2 separate regions of the Anser cygnoides genome follow, and region 2 is linked to region 1. A link is a contact called in public Hi-C data. All regions are on one chromosome and are shown on one strand. The core of a region is the stretch at or near the end of the contact, and the rest is flanking DNA. Distances in the headings are between cores, read along the strand shown.

Region 1 (6,744 bases), core at 74-2,573:
ACTGCTTGTGAGACCTACGCGTAGTTAGCTATCTGTTGCTGCTGATAGTTAATTTCCAGATGGGCTCACCGCACCTCCAAAAACACCCGTCCCTTGGGATCCAGCGGCCCTTCTCTCCTTTGACAGGGGCAGAAAGCGCCCTGCGGAACGCCAGCGTGCCTTTAGGATACAAGGTCCAAACGTCAAATCCTTCAGCCTTACTCCTGCGAGTAGCTGCGAACAGCATCCTCTCACGGGCGCCGCTTCCGAGAGGAAAGATTTCGTCCCTTAAGCACTGCCAGCGGGGAAAAAACGAAACGAAACAAAAACTTAAATTATGTCACACTCGCACCGCACACGCCGCGCACCCCCGGGCTGCCGGAGCCGTACCGCAGGGCACAGCGACTCCGGGAAAAGAAATTAAAAAGGATAGCGCGGGGAGGTTTAACCGCGGCGGGACCACGGGCGGCCTTCAGGGGGGCTGCCGCGCCCTCAGGCGCCGGCCGTTACGCGGCCGTTACCCGGCCGTTACCCGGCCGTTACCCGACCGTTACCCGGCCGTTGCGCGGCCGTTGGACGCCCCCATCCTATGGGGGGGGGAGAACCAGGGGGTTGCGAGGCGACGCCGCGGGGCCGCGCTGGCCTCTCTCAGGCGACGCTGCCCCCAATTAGCGCGGCCCCCCCCCGGCGGGGGCGATCCGGAGGAGGAGGAGGCCGCCGTGTCCCCCCCCCCCGCCCAGCTCCCGCCCCGCGCTCTGGCTGCGGCGGGATCGGCGGCGGCGGCGGCCGGCAGCGCCCCACGTTACTTTGATTGACAGGTGAACAAATGTTTCCCCTGTTCCAACGCCGGCGCTATGGCACGCCGGCGATCTCAAAGCCCCGCCTCGGGCGGCGGGGAAACAGCAGCCGAGAGGCCCGGGCGGCCGCCTGATTGGCTGCGGGACCTCGAGGCGTCACGTCCCCACGTGGGGGCCGGGCGCGGGGCCGCCCCCCCCTCCCTCCTTCCTCGGTCCCGCACGCCCATTTGTCAGCGGCGAAATGATGGGCATTAATACAGAACGGCGATTAATGCGCGGGCGGCGCTGATTGGTCGGCGGCGACGCCCTTCGTGGGCGGGGCGGAGGAGGGGGCGAGCGAGGGGGGCCGGCGACGCCGCGGTGCCCGCCGGGAGAAGAAGTCCCGCGCGCTCTGCTGCCCGCGCGGGTCGGCGGTGCCTCTGGCCGCGAGGACTACATCTCCCAGGGTGCCCCGCGCGCGGCGGCCTCCCGTGCGCTGTGAATATGTATCAGAATGTTAATGACGAGCCGCTGCTAAATTTGGTCAAAGGAGTCACCTCGCCACAGCGTGCTGGGGGAGCGGCGCGGAGCGGCGGTGGCGGCCGGGCTGGGCCGGGCAGGGCTGGGCCGGGCCGGGCCGGGCACGACCCCTCCGCTCCGCTCCGCGCGGCGCCGCCGGCACTTCCCGGAGTTCCGCCCGGCGAGGAAGGGGGAAACAACCAAAACAAACAAAAAAGAGAGAAATACGTAAATAAAGCAGCCCGGACCGTGGTTTCTTCTTCGTCCTTCTCACTCTTTTTTTTATTTTTTTTTTTAAATTTTTTAAATTTTTTATTTTTTTTTTCTAACCACAACCAACAACAACAGCAGACACCGGCCACGCAGCAGCGCCCGGAGCGGGGGATGCGGCCGGGGCGGTAGCAGGAGGACCCGCACCCCGCTCCGCTCCGCTCCGCTCCCCCAAAAGTTTGCAGGAGGGGAGGAAACTGCGAGCGGGGACCTCCGCGGGGCGCGCACCGCCGGAGGGGCTCTCCCCGCCCTCCTCCTCCTTCTCCTCCTCCTCCGCCGCCGCCGCCGCCTCGCACGGGGCTCGCCGCCCGCCGGAGCGCTCGGCTCGGCTCGGCAGACCCGGTCGGCGCCGCCCGGGGGCCCCCGGGGGATGTGGCAGCGGCCCCCGCGCCCCGGGGACGCCGCCGCCGCCGCCGCCTCCGCCGCGCCTCGCTGCCGCCGGGGGTGCCCCGCCGGCACCGGGGCGGCGGGGCCGGGGCGCCCCTGCCCTCCGCTGCCGCCGCCGCCGCCGTCGTCGCCGCCGTCGCCGCCTCGCCCGCAGCCCTGATCCCGGCCGCCAGCGCCCCCCGAAGCGGCGTGGATGATCCGCGACCTGAGCAAGATGTACCCGCAGACCCGGCACCCGGTGAGTGGCGGCGGGCAGCGCTCCGGCGCGGGCAGCGCGGACTTGGAGCCATTTTCTTATTGTTGTCCAACGCCGCCGCCGCCGCCCCGGGCCCGGACCCGGGATGGCGCCGCCGAGTTGCCCCCGGCCGGAGCGCGGCGGCCCCGGCGCCCGCCCCGCGTCCCGGCGCCGTGCCGGGGGGTCCCGGCGGCTCCCGGCGGCTCCCGGCTGCCGACGCCGCCTCCCCCCGCGGCGGCCCGTCGGGGCGGGAGCGCGGGGAGCCCCCGCGGGCGGCGGGCGGGGGCGCGGGGGGCCGCGGCTCGGGGCGCCGGCACGACCCGCTCTCTCTCTCTCTCTCTCTCTCTCCCCCCCCCCCGCCGCTTGCAGGCTCCGCACCAGCCAGCGCAGCCCTTTAAATTCACCATCTCCGAGTCCTGCGATCGGATCAAGGAGGAGTTTCAGTTTTTGCAGGCGCAGTACCACAGGTAACGGCGTCCCGCGGAACCCACCGGGACCCCGCGGGGACACCCCGCACCGGAGCCCCCCCGGCACCGCACCCGGAGGCGGGGCGGGCGGCGGGGACGGTGCTCAGCCGTGCGAGCCCACGGGCGGGGGGCTGTCGGGGGTATTTTATTTTTTTCCCCTTGTTTCCCCCCCCCCCTTTTTTTTTTTCTTTTTTTTTTTTGGGGGGTGGGGTGGGGGATGTAGGAAGAAAGGGCGTCCGGCTGGGCGCATCCCCCGCTTTTTCTTGGAAATGCCGCTCAGGACACGCACCTCGTCTTGGCTCGGCCCCCTCGCGCCTTTCATTGACATGTCAAGTGCTGATAACCTGAGAGCGAGGCGGCGAGCTATTTCATTATCCTGAGCCGGAGGAGCGGCGTGTGCTCCAAGTGACAAGTGACTTCTGGCAGGACTGCTTAGCGCGCCTCTGAAAGCAAACAAACCGAAAAAAAAAAAAGAAAAAAGAAAAAAAAAAAAAAAGCGACGGACGTGTTCGTGTTTACCGCAGTATTCCCTAAATTACCTGCAGTATTTTTCCTGTCATCGCTAACAGTCCCCCCCCCAAAAAAAAAGAAACAACAAACAAAAAAATCCCAGCAACTTTTTGCTTCTTGAAGCAGTGATACACATTTGATTCCTCTGTGGGCTGAGTGAAAGCAAGAGGTGTTTCCTAAGCACGTTTAAATAAAAGCTAGGAATACCAAAGCATGGATTTCTGAGTGGCTTCTCAGGCTTAAGTGTTATAGGTGAGAACATGTGTGCCTGTCTTCTGTGAGGCAGTGTGTTGTTTTATTTTTTTTTGTCAGTGAAAAATGCTCTCCTGCGTACTGTATGCAGTTCGCTTAGGAGGTGAGGATGTTGCACAATCTCTCTCAAAAGATGAAAAGTATAAACCCCACCCTGAACTCCCAGGCAGGTGCTGGAACGTACGTTTCTGTTTGTGTCTTGGGGAAATGCTCAAAAAGGGGAGTACCCTGTGCTCAGAAGAATGTCAGTTTTGCGTTACGAAGTACCCATGCTTTCTTTTTTTTTTTTTTCTTAATGTCTCGAACAGTTTAAAGCTAGAATGTGAGAAACTGGCCAGTGAGAAGACAGAGATGCAGCGACATTATGTCATGGTAAGCAAGCTGCATAACAAATTCAAAATGTCTATTAGCTTGGTGTGCCGAGACTGAAATACGTTCGGATTGCTGGAGGCGAACAGAAAGATTATACTTGGTGCTGCTGCTGTGGAGGTTGCATCCGTGCTGCCATTATCCACCCTTGGTTTCAGGGGTTTGTAACTTGCTTGTAGCGGTTAGTTTCTACGTGAAATCCGCTCTGCGATGTTTTAAGCAACTGGGGATATTTCTTCAAACTGGTAGGAGGATACTTGTCAGCCCTTTTAAGGCGTGTGCAACTTCAGCAATATTCCTGGGGACGATGTTTTTTTCACTTACACCGACTTCTCCCAGCTACCGTGCCTCTGTAAAGCCGTTTGGGGTCACATTTTTTTTTTTTCCTGTGACGGCAGTAAGCCCAAATCGCACATGTGTGTCTATAAACCTGAAGCCCCTGTCCTTAGAAGAACTGTTGCTTCTGGGCTGCTGGTTCATTGTTTTACTGAATTCGGAACGGCAGGGATCTGAGCTGTGAAAGGGATTTCCTCGATGGTTGTGGTCTGCCTGGTTAAATAACGTGCATAGGAAGACATCCCTAAATACATAATTGCATGATGGATCGTGATAACTCCAGAGGAGCTCTTGCCATCCTCTCCCTTGTGCATCTACAGAGGATTAACTGTTTTCCATTTGTATGTGACAAATAACACACAAGTATTCACAAAAAAAAAAAAATAGAGCAAATAACCTGGAAAAATTCTTAACCAAGAGAACAAACGTATGTTAAGGCTTGCATTTGTCTTTTTCATGCCTGATTTGCTTAAGTCTCGGAGATTGTTTGGTACCAACATCACACGCTGACCTGAGTTCCCTGATGCTCAGGCACATCAGGGGATATGTAGGGTGGTGTGTCTGCTTTGGCTCTGAATTTACGTGCTCCTTCATTTTTCGCATCCTTGCAATTTAATTGTAGCATTTTTGTGTTTTTAATTTAAAATACTGAATAACCGGTCTGTTAGTTGTTGCTGATTTATATGTGTGTCTGGCTTCAAGCACTTCAGCGTTTTTTGGCATCTTTTATGTGTGCTAGAGAATAAAATCTTGAGCATTTTCTTTTTTTTTTTCTTTTTTTTTTTTCCCTGCTTCTAATCTTTAACTCTGGTTGTGATTACTTCTTGTGAATTTTTTTGTTGTTGTCTGGGTTGGGTTTTGTTGCTTGGTTTATGGCCATCTTTTGTAGATTTGTCAAGAAGCAATGTAGATAAAGAAAAAAAAAAAAGAAAAAACAGTTTACTGTGAAATGCAGTCTCAAATTCCAGGAGCTCTTCTAGCTAGTAAACCTTTTTAGGTCTCTGTTTCTTTGTACAGATGATGTTAGAGTCAAAGCGAATTTGGGAATGGTTTTCACAATTGCAAGGTCTAACAGAGTCATTTTCTTCTCTCATAGTATTACGAGATGTCCTATGGGCTGAATATAGAAATGCATAAACAGGTAGGTAAATATTTTGCTTTGTGTAAGAGCATTCCCTGTAATTTCTCCCATCAGTCTTAAAACAGATGTCTATTACGTGCGAGCCGCTTTAATTGCATGCTTAAATGCATGGGAATTTTTTTGCGCTGCACGCTGCTCTGAAACTCGCACCTTGCGTGCGGTGCGTGGCTCTGCGGAGGCAGCGGTGTTGTTCGCCAGGTGTGTGTTGCTGTGTTGACTTCTCCATGTGCAACCCCCGTGCACGCGGGTAGGACCCAGGCAAGCAGGGACGGACGGGGTCTCGGGTGGTGGCTTCAGATCTGCCCGACCTCAAAAACCTGTTTGGGGTTTGCGTCTTCGAGTGATAGTGACGTTGTAAATACGCGTTGGGTGCGAAGGGACATGCGTTTGTGTGTGGGACAGACTCCCCTTTGGTTAACCTGGACGGATTTAAGCTGGAACTGCAATAGCTATTGATGCTCTGCCATGTTCCTGTCTCCCTCAGGTCTCTTACTTGGACCTTTGTCCAAAAGCAGAGTCTCAGCTTCTCAGCCACGGAAAGGGTAAATGAGCTTTCCACAAGGATGTTGGCTTGCTCAGTTTTGTGCCTTGAAATCTAGCACTTAGGCCGAGATTAGCAGGAGGTTACTCGGATGGAGCATGGTAGCGTAAATCAGAATTTCTCATTCAGTAATCTGTGTTTTTAACCTTCTCCAGAGGAGAATGAATTAAACATCTGACCTCTTTTCCAGTGAGGGAACTTTTAATATGGTGGAATTTAATACTGACAACTCATTTTAGCAAGCGGTTGAGCAATTCGCCAGTGTTGCTGGGGAGCGTAAACTGCAGAAGTAAAGAAATGGTTGAATGGGACAAGAAAGACCATCTGAAAATTGTTTTGTATGCGCTCCTGTTCAAAGTAAGGGATTTGGAACTTCTCCGGGTTGCGGAAATAGGATTTCTTTATCTTGTTGAGAGCAGACATAGAAGTCGAATGTTTTTCCCTCTTGTTTATTATTTATTGTATTTTGTATGCCATTAGCACCCCAACCCAAATGACTGGGGACGTTTGCGTTGGGTGGCACGCGATGACGAAGGTGTCGGGTTTTCCTGCCTCGCAGCGTTTTGCACCCGAAGGCCCAGACCCGCAGAAGCGTAGGTGCGAAATGTGCTTACGAAGGCTCGAGGGGAGCGGTGAGCGAACCGCTGGGAGGAGGCGGCGGTGCCTGCAGCGGGGCAGCTCGTGCTGAGCGGGGTGATGCAGGTCACGGGTGCTGCTGGACAGGCCGATGGCAGTCTCTCGGAGGTGCTGGAGCTGGTGAATGAACGCCCAGGTTGTCCCAGGTTCCCTCTGAAAAAACAGCACCGCCGTAGTGAGTGCGAAAGCAATCCACCAAGTCCGGAGTCCTCCTTTGCAGGCCACCTACGTAGCAAATGCTTGCATGTGCTTGAAAGCAGCCATTGCAGTCAAACTTGTTTATGTTTCTAGGCTCTCTGTTTTTACAGCAGTTAGCTGTATGTGGA
Region 2 (6,554 bases), core at 274-2,773, 540 kb before region 1:
CAGGGTCAGGTTCTCTGTCAAATGCTGAAAGCCTAAATTGTTCATGAAAGCCATGGCTTTGGAAACATGTATTTTATATGGTATGGCTATATATATTGACATAATGAGTGTATGAACTTCAAGGTAATAAGTAGTAATTACTGGTAGCAAAATTTTAAATTAGAACTCTCAATTCAATAGAAACCAAACTCTGATATGACCCTTACTATTCCTCTCCATTGTCTTCAGCTGCAAAAGCATAATAATCCCTTGCATATATATAAAATGGACTACTCTGTGTTCAGGTAACTTTAAAGTTCATTCATCTGTATCAATTTTATTTACGTCCTGTCAGCACACAAAAACAGATTTTGTAAAGCTCCGGGTGGCAATTCTTCCAGCAAAAAGTTGTTTTCTGATCTCGTAGGAACTTCTTTTTAGACCTTTCTGGCCGGGATGGGAATCTCTATCTTGGAGAGGAAAACGACAATACCTGCTACTTAATCCCCACGCTTGGAGCTGATACCTGCAGGAGCTTGCCTAGTTCTTGTTTTTGTGTTCTAGCAATTTGTGCTAGAGGTTTGAAAGACATTTAATTCCGAAGTTTTAACTTGCCTTTTTGGTTTATGCCACACAGATAATATTCAAGACTGATCCTGCTTGGACGTCAAAGCACTTTGCGTAGTAGGTGCCCAGCTTCTCGACCTGAGCCACCACCCTGAACTACTTCTGGCTGCCTCTGTCATCCCTTCTTACCTAGGGTACCTTTTCCCCAGTGAGTTCGAGTTCAAAGCAGACTCCAGGCAGACACAGGTACCCTGGTCTTACCCATAGGAAGAGCGCATACAAAGAGCACGTCTCTTCAGCCAGCTTCCGTGTCAGACTCCAGCAAAAACAATTGTATTATAGTCCCATTTGTGTAGTTACTGAGCGTTTCCCCAGAGGGTTCTATTTAGTTAGAACTAATTTGAATAATTATAAGTAATTTACTTGTCCTGGGTGTTGTGGCCCAAGCTATACTTTTAAGAGTACCCTGATGTTTTGAAAAGCTTGTGTCAAGTCTTTAATGCCCCTGAGGTGTGGGGCGTTTCTTTAGAACTACGGAGGGTGCTGGTTCCTGAGCGTGAATTTGATGTTTTTTTCTTAAAATTTGATGTTTTTTTTTCTTAAGCTACATCCTTTACTGTAATGAAGTTATCTTTGCTCTTAGGCAGCTGTCTCTGTCAACATCTCTTCAGCAAAACAACGTGCATTTGATGAAAATCTTTTAACTCGACGACCCGATCAGGCTGCAATTCGCAAGTCCCTTTTGTGGTCCCAGCGCTGTAATCACGTAAATTCATTTTTATGCCTCGGCCGAGCCCCTTCCCCCGGCAGCCCCCGCCCGCCCCCAGGGCTCCGCGCGAGGTCGCGCCCCGGCGGGGGCGTGCGCGGGGGCGTGCGCGGGGCCGATCACGCCGCCGCCGCCTCCCGGCGCCGCAGCCAATAGGCAGCCGGGGCGCTGCCGGCAGGGGCCAATCGGCGGCGCGGTGCCGGCGGGGGCCCCGCCCCCGGGGTGTGCGGGGGGGGAGCCAACCGGCGGCGCGGCGGCGGGGGGCTTATAGCGGCCGGGCCGGCGGCGGGCGGCGGCGCCATCATGGAGGGTGGGCGGCAGGTGGCCAACTTCGGGGCCGGGCCGGCCAAGCTGCCGCGATCCGTGAGTCGGGACGGGACCGGGGACGGGGCAGCCGCGGTGGCGGCGCAGGTGGCCTTGCCTGCACGCTGCTTTTTCCACCTTTTCCCCTTCTTCGCCCCCCTTTACCCCTTCCCCCCCCCCCCCCCTTTCCTCCTCCGTTTACTTTTTTTTCCCCCCTTCTTCCCCCGAACCCCATCACGCCACATTCCTTTGTCACGGGCTCTATTGAGTTTTAGGGAGACCCCCCCCCTCCAGGCGCACCGCCTCGAGTGTGGTGCTCGCCAGCTGATAACTAGCGTAGTCACCCGGTGAGTTGTCTTCGTCTGAGAAAATGATAATGAGCGCAGCGTAGGCTCAACTCCCTGGGATGTTGCATCAGCACCATAGGTTATCCAGCTACATATGGAGAGGGGGCGGTTTGTGCTGAATGCACATGTGGGTTGTGCGTCTGACTGACAGCTTAGGAGCCGTGTGTCGGGACACTTACTGCCCTTTTCTTCTTCCTTTCGTAGTGATCCTGCGTTATTTTTTAACGATTTTATTAGGCAAACAAAGTTGTTGCGCAGCAGCATTTTTTTGCCCCTGCTTCTCTGTTATAAATGTCCTTTACGGATCACGCTACAAAGACACTTGTTGCTCTGCATTGCTGAACCCGTGGCTCAGAAAGGAGCTCTCAGTAGGTGCTGCAGCATCAGCCTCTCCCACAGAGAATCCCGAGAGCTGCCTTTACTGTTTGAGAACTAAAACATAGCTGAACTCCATGTTATTAGTCTCTCTGGCCCTTTTGAAAATGCAGTACCCTTGAATGGACTATTTCGCCTTGACTGTTTGGCTTTGTTTGACTCTTGAGATGATGCTGCATATGAGGTGCTCAGACTCACTGAAGCAAGAAGGTGGACAGAGCTCTTCATAGATATGACAAGACATAAGTAGCTATTGTAAGGCATGTGCAGCTTGTCAGATGACGTTACTAACAGAATTGGATTTTATCAAGCTGTTAAAAAGACCTCTCTAACAGTCTGCATGTTCCTTTTGACTTTTTCTCCCCCCTTTCCCCCCCCCCCCTTTTTTTTTTTTTGGCTATGAATGTGTTTGTGCCTGAAATGCACTTGTTAAAATTTCATGGTCTCAAAGATGAAAAGCAGCAGAGCTGCTCATGGTTGACCTACTGGTGACCAGCTGTTACAGTTGAGAGGTCCTGCACAGACCCTGTCAGCAAGGTAGCTTGCTTGCCCCTGCAACTACCCAAAGCATGTGGTTTCGTGGCAGATCCTGCAATGCAAGTGTACAGCCTGTTTTGGAGGCTTTTCCACTGGATTCCATCTCCTACTCCTTTTAGTAGGGGCTAAGAAAGTTCTGTTTCTAATAGAGGCATTCACTGAAATCAAACAAAACTCATGGGTAGAATCTAATTCCACGTGGTTGATATGTGAGAGCTGTGGGGGGAGAAAGAAACACGAAAAGCTGAACAAGCAGATCATCTTGCCAATGCTCCTGGGCATGACCTGTCTATTTTAGTTACCTCAGAACTATGTTTCATTCTTTCCTTCCAGTAACAGAGAAGGCATATCTTCAGAAAGTGAGGGACTTCATTCTATGAAACCAGGCCTTGTACTATTGAGTGGGTGTGAGCCATCCTCATGCTCTCATTAGGTGTTTCCCTTAATACCTCACTTATCCTATTTGTACGAGTCAAGTGAAAGAACATGGGAGAAAAATAAGATTCCTGAGTAGTAAAAGCACACATGCAAACATTAAGCCTTCTGTAAGAGATAGGGAGTTCCATCCAACTCTTAAAAGTCATTCTGAAGTAATCTGGAAGAGTAATTATTGAAATAATAACTTGAAATGCAGAGTTTCCACAAGAAGCATGGGTTTTAATTAATTCTTTATTAAGACAAGCCTTCAGATCCTAGATGCAATGAAATTATATAGCGTCTATTCTGTTATTTTAACTTGAGAAGTGTCAGGTTATTACATTATGGAGCAGCTGGTGTGCATGTGATGCATCAAAGATTCCAGATAGTGGATAATTCCCTTAATTTGTTTGTGGATTTTTTTGTTTGTTTGTTTTGTTAGGTACTATTGGCAGCACAGAAAGAACTGGTGGACTACAAAGGCCTTGGCATTAGCGTTCTTGGTAAGACTTTAAAAATTCTGTATGTCTTTCAAAGTGTAGATGCTTAACTAACTTAACTAAACTTCTCAGTAATAGCTTTTGATCTTGATATTTCTGCTGAATACCTCCTTTTATTTTGCAGTACCTTATTTGTGGTAGCATACGTCCAGAAAATATTTTTTCAAACAGCTGCTCTTTTCTTTGTTTACCATTCATCCAGAGTACCATAAAATGATACACAGCCAGCTCTTTAGTAATCCAACACAAAGGAATAGAGACAAAAGGAACTAATCATAAGTAAAACATTAGTACTTTTGGATCTTCAGGGAGTTGCTTGTTTTTTTGTTTATATGAAATATTATGCGTGGGTATACACATATATGCATATATGTACGTACAGTGTTTTGCATACTATGTGGTGTAACACTTCAGATGTATTTGATGTTCAGCATCCTTCCCATTAGTAAGTCAATGCAGTCCTGACATAAGGAGGAGGTGTATTATATGCAATTTGCATAACTGACTCATTTTTCATCCCCAGTTGCAGAAAAAAAATACGCACAAACATGCCCAGCATTTTACTAGCCCTGTGAAATTGTTTTGTTGCTAAAAGTAGAACATGCAGCAGTCTCTGCAGGATAGGGATTCATGTTTAAATTGTTCACTCTTAGAAAGGGAAGAAAGACTGTGGTTTAATAAAGGGAATTAATATCCAGTAGCCTTAACTTCTGATTAGGATTACTGCATAATGAAGCAGTTTTAAAGTAAAAGAACAAAACAGTCCCCCTGTACTGCTGTAGCAAGTACAGAGTAAAGTAGTTACAAAGAACGTTTTTAGAGTAAGGAAACCTACATCTTTCTAGGGAATATTTTTCTTCACTTAGATATACCCCTTGTTTGTTCCTGGGGGTAGTAGGGTCATGTGGGTGACAAATGTGAATGGACTGTATTTGCATGGATCTGGACAAGACAGGAAGTGTAAGGCTGGGTATTTAGGAAGACTCAACAGAAATAGGAGTTGGAACTGGAAATGGGAGCCTTTGGGTATTTGGGGTTTGTGAGTGTAAAATCTTTAAAGCTTAAAACAACTTTTAAAATCACATTCATTTATTAGCATTTTGTTTCATGCTCTTTTTTTTTTTTTCCTACCAAAGAAATGAGCCATCGAACTGCAGATTTCACAAAAATTTTAAATACAGCTGAAAATCTCTTGCGTGAATTGCTGTAAGTGAATTATTTCCTTCTTATTTTTACTTTGGACTTTGGTTATTATTAGTGCAACTATCACGTGTGGAGAACTGTCCTTGAAAGCACTTTTTTTGTCTAGGTACTTCATCTAATATTAGAGAGGACATTGGTCTTCCTTTGTCTGATTCTCATTTATTTGCATGTAACAAAGGTTTTTTATTAGGTTAAGATCCTTTTCATGTGACTGCTATAAACTGACTCATTGACTTAATTTGTTTCATCTTCATAGAATTCATGTAGTGCAGCGACTTTCTTACAATGTAAGTGGAAATAGCAGAAAACTGTTCTGATTGTATAGAGGTGTTCTATGCACTCATTACTTAACTGATTGTATTAACAGACTTTATATGGATGTGTTTTAGGATGACTGGTCAGGGGCTGTTTTCCTATGTGTAATGTGACACATTTTTAAAACTTTGAAATATAAGTATTTATATCATGTATTAGAATTAATGTGTAGTTCTCATAGTAGTTTAAAATCATGGCTTTTTCATGTGAAGGCTTGACTCTTAGTCAGAACTAGAATTACTGACAGCAGAGCTTTCATGAGTAATTTGAACAACTAATTTTTGCGATGGTATAAATAGCGCCTTGTGCCACTTGCTCTGCATGTACAACTTACTATGCAGTTGCACTTGCAAAATTTTAAGGCTCTCAAAGCTGAATTCTCCTTCAAGTATTTTGGTGTGAAACTAGCTCAGCATTCAGAAAACTCACAAAGTTAGCAACAGACAGTATTTCAAGTGAGCATTAATTCTGCTGGAATGATGTTCAAGTGTGTGCATACTATGATAGAAGAGCTACACAGCTATTTATTTGTAGCTGTCTGAGACAAAGCTTGCTTGTTTCCAGAAAACTTATCAATTCAATATATAGCACTATTCCTACTATTTGAGTTAATAGTCAATGTCAGTGCAGAGGGAAGTTAAAAGGATTTAGTTTAACCTCTTCAAAAGGTGTCTTCTGTATTCTTCTGTATGGTTGCAGTCAGATGGCAGTATTTTTCTTCTGTATGGTAGCAGTCAGATGTGTAATAGCAAGGAGTATGCATCCTTTGTCTTTGGGAAATGAAATAAATGTGTGTTTCTTGCATGCAGAAATATACCAGAAAACTACAAAGTTATTTTCCTCCAAGGAGGTGGATCAGGTCAGTTCAGTGCAGTCCCACTTAACCTTATTGGCTTAAAGGAGGGAAGACATGCGGATTATGTGGTTACTGGAGCTTGGTCAGCTAAAGCAGCTAAAGAAGCAGAGAAGTATGCCAAAGTGAATATTGTTCATCCGAAGCTAGCAACCTATACAAGTAAGTTGATGATTACATCCATCCATGTGAATGCTTACCTTTCTGAATTGCTCTAAAAACTGGCCTGTCTCAGCTATGGAGTTATTGAATGTTAACTAGTTAAACAGTTGACTGACCAGCACTCAGAAAAAAACTGTCTGCCACATCTCTCCATGTTCATGACTGGGAGACCTGTTAGAGACCTAATGGTCTCCAGGAGAGAATTTTGAAGCTAAGTTGAGCAGAACCTA

The links. Hi-C and Micro-C count contacts between places; a contact is called where the count stands out from the background.
Region 2: a Hi-C map of liver shows a contact between it and region 1, with 2.5 times the contacts expected there. The contact joins the promoter of PSAT1 here to the promoter of LOC106045448 in region 1. A contact is called at or near these places in 2 of 7 Hi-C or Micro-C datasets (both in liver).

The regions. Positions count from the first base shown.
Region 1 is chrZ:44,822,630-44,829,373 of Taihu_goose_T2T_genome, reverse strand. LOC106045448 (TLE family member 4, transcriptional corepressor) reads left to right here and starts at 1,323. Exons shown (of 20, transcript XM_066987729.1): 1 at 1,323-2,169; 2 at 2,536-2,633; 3 at 3,704-3,767; 4 at 5,197-5,241. The coding sequence starts at 2,125. It overlaps LOC136788904 (a long non-coding RNA gene), which reads right to left and starts at 527. Exons shown (of 2, transcript XR_010827456.1): 1 at 370-527; 2 at 74-274.
Region 2 is chrZ:45,358,106-45,364,659 of Taihu_goose_T2T_genome, reverse strand. It overlaps PSAT1 (phosphoserine aminotransferase 1), which reads left to right and starts at 1,523. Exons shown (of 9, transcript XM_066988740.1): 1 at 1,523-1,675; 2 at 3,734-3,794; 3 at 4,928-4,997; 4 at 6,119-6,324. The coding sequence starts at 1,616.